Regions from separate parts of the Mus musculus genome. Here region 2 is linked to region 1. Evidence: chromatin contacts called from public promoter capture Hi-C data. All regions are on one chromosome and are shown on one strand. Each heading gives the region's core, a stretch centred on a gene start, on an enhancer-like site or on the middle of the called end of the contact. The rest is flanking DNA. Distances are from core to core; before and after follow the strand shown. Region 1 holds the start of Tmem107 (transmembrane protein 107). Region 2 holds the start of Arl4d (ADP-ribosylation factor-like 4D).

Region 1 (3,583 bases), core at 66-2,565:
GTCCACAATTCAAGAGTAAAGAGCTACCTTTTTAAAAACACAAACAAACAAACAAAACAAAACAAGCCAGGCAGTGGTGGTGCATGCCTTTAATCCAGCACTTGGGAGGCAGAGGCAGGTGGATTTCGGAGTTCGAGGCCAGCCTGGTCTACTGAGTTCCAGGACAGCCTAGGTCTACATAGAGAAACCCTGTCTTAGATAACCTAAATATATAAGTAAAATAAGATTTAAAAAAACCCAAAAAATTCACCTGCCCCTGCCTCCCGTGCACTAGGATTAAAGGCTTGCAGAACCACACCTGGGCTCTATTTTCTTGGTCCCTTCTGAGTTCCCATAGTGCTTTGTATTTTACACACACCTACAAGCATACTGTTTAATCACACTGATTTACAGATGTTTGTCTGCCACCTCTTCAAACGGGATAAAATGATTTTACTCCCATCCAGGGATCGCCAGAACCTGGCTCACATCCGGATTTAACGAATGTTTGAAGTCTATTAATTCCCCAACAGTGTCTAAAACCTCTCACCTAGAGAGAGATTCGGTTTACCATGTAGAGCAGACACTTGTGCCCCAAAGGCCTACAGAGGTGGAAAGAGTGGTAACTGGGATGAGTCACCTGAGGACGATGGCCAAATAAAAAGGATACAGAGGAGGCTCTGGGTGCTATTGAACATGGAGACTCCTGAGAGGAAGCCAGCCAGCTCCACTGCAAAGAGGCCCAGGGTGAGACAGAGCGCGGCTACCAGCCTGCAGAGAGAAAAGGGCTTGGACCAAGGTTTCTGGATTCTGTTGAAGACCCCTGCACTCTCACCCCGCCCCAAGAGCTCACTGGTTGTCCTGCTTTTCGTATTCCTCCGGGGTGAATTTGAGAGGCAGGCAAGCCTGGATGTTGCTTTCCTGGCGAGCCGGGCAGAAAGAAAGAAATGTCAAAAGAGGAATGGGGCTGCGGGGACAAGTTGGGAAGGGGCCGGGGAACGGAGCAACGAACGGACCCTGTGTGAGTGGACTGAGCTGAGCTGGGTCCACTCCAAGATGAGAATGGGAGGGCCAGGAGGGCACGCGCACGCGCGCCCTGTCCGCGTCTTACCCGGGACCAGAACAACGTGATGACAACCACCAGATGAGCCAAGAGCGTCAGGAACCGAGAGGGCACGAGCCCGGAGATCCGACCCATGGCCTCGGGGGCCTCGAGTGGAGGCCGTGGGTTTTGAGGTTGGAAGTCTGGGGTGGGTCACTCATCAAGTCTCCCTGAGCAAGCAGGCCAGACCTCTCTACTTAAGTGTCCTTCCCGCGCGCTCGGGCGCCGCCCGGCTGCCATGGTAACTGCGTCCGCAAGCGCCACGCTGCTGCTTTCGGAAGTCTCGCGATAGTGCTGCTCCCTCTACCAACGTCTATAGGCGCGGTACGTGAGCCGTTGATGGACCCAAGAGGATGCAGCCAGAACCACCAAATCCTCCCTTCTCCTGTGCTTCCCACTCACTGCCTTGGGCGCTAGGAGTCGAGGGGACGAACGAGGAGAGGCTGATGCACCGAGCTTGTCCCAGGGTCAGGCTAAGTCCCCTAGCCCCTGGTTGTCAGAGGACTCCCCCTTCCGCCCTAGAGCAAAACTTTGCCGAAGAATGACTCTAATTTCTTCCTAAATAACTTGTCTCCGTGTCATGAGAGATTTGCCGAGTGCAGAAATGAGCAGCCTTGGGATGGTTAAAATTGGATGTGGGTGAGGTGACTGCCTCGGGAACCGAGGGGATCTGAAAGGGTGAAGAATGGAGCGGGGGACTGGAACTGCTTGCGCTTAGCCTAGGCTGGGACGCTGACCCACCACCGATTTCACTCTTGCTCTGAGTTGTTAGGCCCCGGACATTGCTCAGTTACAGACCAAGAACCTCTTCTTAGGGTGATGTGACCGATTTGGGGCTTCGGATGAAATCCCTGCAGATCGGAGAATCGGAAAGTTCTCAGCACTTTCCAGTTCACAATCAAGTCCCATGTCAATGGACCTCCCATCCCACTTGCACTCTCTGGTCCCTCCATTCCTTTTTCTTTGTGCCTCTAAACCAGCCCAAAAGACAAGGCTCAGGACCAGAGGGATTTCATCTATTCAACAAATATTTGATGTCTCCCAGATGCCAGGCACTGTGCCCCAAATCTGAGAGTACCTCGATAAAGTCCCTCCAGGTTATATTCTAGGTGGGGAGATTGATAACAGCCAAAACAAGAACAAAACCCAGCGAGGTAATGCGTGCTATAATTTTTTTAAATTAAAAGATAATACTAGAATAATATCAAAGGGAAGCTTTGAAAATAGATACTTCTTAAATTTTTGTTTCAAGGAATTGGCAGAGAGAGAGAGGAAGGAGGTGGAGGAGGAGGAGGAGGAGGAGGAGGAGGAAGAAGAAGAAGAAGAAGAAGAAGAAGAAGAAGAAATGATTCTGTCTCCCTAAAGTAATACATGGGGTTCCCTTTCCTAAGCCAGTTAAAGGTCATGAAAGACAGACTGGAGGTCTTCTAAATGAACGGGGGGTAGGGGGGTGTCTAACTGAACCTGAGATCCCAAACCAGGCAAAAGAATTGCCCCCCCCTCGCCCCCTTTTATTATAAAAGACTGAGGTGAGATGCTTGGCAAGTTTTGTATAGGGTTTGTAACTTAAACAACAGCATTGTAATCATGTAATTTCCTGATTTTTTTTTTCAGTATTGGAGATAAGCTCCAGGCCTCTTACATATAGGTAGGTAAGCACCCTCCACTGAGCCATCCTCCCATCTTCCCTTCTGAGACCCTATAGTATTATCAACGCAGAGAATGGCATTCTAAAACACAAAGAATAATCTATAGCATTGAATGTCCTTATATATTCAGCTCCTACTTATTGAAGCTTCTGCCTGTGGGCTGCACTGGGGATCAAACACAGGGTATGGACCACGCTAAATGATTACTTTACTACTGAGCTCCACTCAAGCTCCTATATGGTGAAACTATAACTTTTTCATATAAAATTGAGTCTTAAGCTGGATAGGGGGAAACACCTATAGTCCCAGCATTTGGGAGGTGGGGGAAAGAGGTTTAGAAATTCAAGGTCATGCTAGGTTATATAGTCAGCTCAATAAAAGGAAAAAACTAAAATGTCTCTACAAAAAAAAATGTAGAAATGGCTTAGTGATTAATCCTTGCACCAGGTGTTAATCCTAGCACTCAGGAGGCAGAGGCAGACAGATCTCTGTGAGTTCAAGGCCAGCCTGGTCTACAAAGCAGGACAGCCAAGGCTACACAGAAACCCTCTGTTGAAAGAAAGAGCACAGAATACTCTTGTTAAATTCAGTTCCCAGCACTCGTATGGTGCTGCTTACAACTTCTTGTATCTCCAGATCCAGTGCCCTCTTCTGGAAACTACACACACACACACACACACACACACACTCAACACACACATGCACACACACTCACACATACACTCATACTCACACTTAACACACCACACACAATCACACTCAACACACACATACACACACACAAACACACACAAGGACTCACACTCAATGCACATACACAATATTTAAAATAAATCTCCAGGCATGGTGGTAC
Region 2 (3,303 bases), core at 586-3,085, about 33 Mb before region 1:
TGCTCCTTCAGTCCTTTGCGGTGGACAGATCCAGCACCCAGGCTGGCTGAGAGGTCACGGGCCCTGCCTGACTATAATGTGTACTGACCCCCTAGCAGGTAGGGTAGGGGCAGCTTCGGGTCACCGTCTCTTCTTGCTCGACCGAGGTGCCTTCTTCCTCTTCAGGATCATTTCATACAAATGTTCCAGGCCTGGCTGCAGGCCCAGCCCGTCCACAGCACTGCAGCCCTGCACATGGGTGAGCGTGGCAGCTGCCAGCTCTCGGACCGCCAGCCTCTTCTCCACCTCGGCTGCACTCAGTGCCCCCGGTTGGTCCTGCTTGTTGGCCAGCACCAGCACTGGCACCCCCTGGTTGTCGGAAGCCTTGCTGATCCGGTGTAACTCCATTCTGGCTTCCTCTAACCTCTCAGTCTCTGCAGAGTCCACCACAAACACCAGTCCATCTGTCCGGCGGGTGTAGGAGCGCCACAGTGGCCGAAGCTTCTCCTGACCCCCAACATCCCACACTTGGAAAGTGATCCCACGGGAACCCCCCAGGGGCACGCGGATCTTCTCAGTATTAAAGCCCTTGGTGGGGACGCTCTGGACAAACTCCTTGAACTTGAGACGGTAAAGAAGGGAAGTCTTCCCCGCGGAATCCAACCCAATGACGACGACATGCAGGGCCTGGAAGTGCGGCAGAAAGGACGAGGCTGTAGGGGCCATTTCAGTCAAGTGGTTCCCCATGGTGAGCTAGGGTGCAGGGTGGACCTCAGGAGTAGGTCTGGGACTCCAGCAGAGGCCAAGAAGAGGAGACCTTAAAACGGCAGGTAGCACAAGCTGGGGTGTCTAAACAAGGCCAAAAAAGAAACGAGAAAGGTTTAGAATAAACGAATTTGCAACTTTTGGGTCCTTCCCCTAAACCTGCACCCTACCCTTCTAAATATTCCTTTTATTAAAACAAGGTTTGCCCCAGCAGTGGTGGAGCACACCTTTAATCCCAGCACTTGGGAGGCAGAGGCAGGTGGATTTCTGAGTTCGAGGCCAGCCTGGTCTACAGAGTGAGTTCCAGGACAGCCAGGGCTACACAGAGAAACCCTGTCTAGAAAAACAAAAAAGAAAAAAAAAAAGATTTTTAAGTGCCTCTTTTTCCAAAGTAAAGAAAAAATATTTTGTGCGTGTGTGTAAGCCACTCACAGCTTGAGTGTTAAAGTCAGGACAACTTACAAGAGTATGTGGGTCTCAGGAACCAATTAGGGTCCTCATGTTTTAGGGTAGGCGCTTTTAAACCATCTCCAATGCCTTTCTCCTTCCCCTCTTCTTAAAAATAAAAAATAAAAAAAGTAGCTACAGGTGTAACAAGGCGTGCTCCTGTCCCAGGGACTCCTAGGAGAGGCCCTGAGGTCAGAGAAACTCTCGGGCACTAGGATCTTCGAGGGTGCGGATCTTGCAGGCAAGATCCGAAGTAAGGTCGTTTCCCTGCACCCCTCTCCGAGATTGAGAGAAAGCAGAAGCTGTGCTCTCCACTCCCCAGAGGAGAAATCTCGCATGAAGGAGGCGGTCGGGCAGTGTGCCCAAAGTAAGAGCACCGATGTGGGTCGGGCTCCCACAAGCACCGCATACCCACAACGGTGGCACGCCCCTGCGGGCGCTTTGACCACCACCACACGGCCCTGCAACTCTCCAGCCAGCGGTCGACGCCCGCTCCCCTAAGCCCCGCAAGCCGGCGCCTTTGCATGGTCCAGACACCCTCCTTTACCTTCAGCCAGCCGCACTCTCCGCGAGCCACGCCAACCAGACACCGACTCGTCGCGTCTCAGCCACAGCGGACTTTGCAGTGCCGCTGCTCCGGTTCCTCGTTAAAAACCCTCTCGTGACGTCACACGACGCGGCCCAATCAGCGTCCCGGAGGCGGGGACTGAGCCAGCCTCTGCAGCCCCAGCCTGGAAATGGAGAGCTCGTTCTATCCGGAACCGCTTTATTTTAATCTTTTCTACCTTATTCAGTATTTGGAACAGAGCCTGGAACTCATTAGGGCTGGGAGGTGGGACAGACTAAAGGAACAGGCGTGGCTGCGCCTGACGAGAGCATGGAACGGAATGTCTAATAATGACACTACCCCATCCACTTGCCCTCAATCCGGCTGCCCCCCCCCCATACTTTCCTTCCACCTAAAGATCTGCTCGAAGAGATTCTGACATGTTTTCGTATCTTACCTCATTCAGTAGTACTCATTCAAGTCACTGTCTTCATCTAGTTTGCAAAGCAGTATTTACCTGGAGCTCTGATACAGCTGATTCATAATACTAAGCCCATTTAATGTATATAGGAGTACGGGGACGCTGACACACCAGAAGAGGGCATCGGATCCCCTTACAGATGGTTGTGAGCCACCATGTGGTTGCTGGGAAATGGATTCAGGACCTCTGCAAGGGCAGCAGTGCTCAGTGTCAGTTAAGCCAGTGGGTCAGTATATGCCCATGTGTTCAGTAGGAAATGTCAGATCTCCTGGAACCAGAATTAGAGACAGTGGTGACTGCCTCATATGGGTGCTGGGAACCGAACCTGGGTCCGCTGGAAGAGTAATAAGTGCTCTTAACCACTGAGCCATTGCTTCAAGGGATAAGGGGGTGGGGGGAGTATTTTTTGAGACAGGGTCTTTCTATATAACCCTAGCTATCCTGGAACTCACTATGTAGACTAGGGTGGCCTCATACACAAAATAATCCACCTGCCTCTGCCTTTAAGATTAAAGGCATGAAACCAGGCAGTGGTAGTGCATGCCTTTAATCTTGGGAGGCAGTGGCAGGCAGATTTCTGTGTTCGAGGCCATCCTGATCTACAGAGTGAGTTCCAGTACAGCCAGGGCCACACAGAGAAACCATCTCGGGAAAAAAAAAGGAAAAAAAAGGATTAAAGGCATGAGCCATCATATCCAGCTATATTTGGTTTTTTTGTGTGTGTGTTTTGAGATAGGAATCTCATTATGTAGCTCAGGCTATCCTGGACATCCTAACAATCTTTGGGCCTCAGCTTCCTGCATATAGAGCATGGAGGACCCCATTACCTCACAGTAGCATGTTAGGGACTGTTGTCTGTTTCTTACAGGTACAGAAAGCTGCAGATGGATAAAAGACTTAGTTATGATCACATTTAGGTCATATGTGGCTGAGCAAGATCTGTCTGAATTCAGTGCCAGGATGCTCACTGCTTGGCAATAGTCTTCTCATGGGGAGACTCTGGGGCGAGGCAGTCTTACGTTAGACAGCCAGCATTACACAGTGAGATGCTGTCTAAAAAGCACGATAAAAGAGACTTTAAAAG

What was found. Promoter capture Hi-C pulls out the DNA fragments that hold promoters and counts their contacts.
Region 2: a contact with region 1 is called in a promoter capture Hi-C map of cranial neural crest. The contact joins the promoter of Arl4d here to the promoter of Tmem107 in region 1. A contact is called at or near these places in 2 of 39 promoter capture datasets (cranial neural crest and maxillary cranial neural crest) and 1 of 115 datasets of contacts at active chromatin or transcription factors (neural stem cells).

Annotation. Positions count from the first base shown.
Region 1 is chr11:69,068,541-69,072,123 of GRCm38.p6, reverse strand. It overlaps Tmem107 (transmembrane protein 107), which reads right to left and starts at 1,315. Exons shown (of 5, transcript NM_025838.2): 1 at 1,091-1,315; 2 at 833-900; 3 at 650-750. The coding sequence starts at 1,177.
Region 2 is chr11:101,664,073-101,667,375 of GRCm38.p6, reverse strand. Arl4d (ADP-ribosylation factor-like 4D) reads right to left here and starts at 1,835. Exons shown (of 2, transcript NM_025404.3): 1 at 1,739-1,835; 2 at 1-828. The coding sequence starts at 726. The coding sequence ends at 121.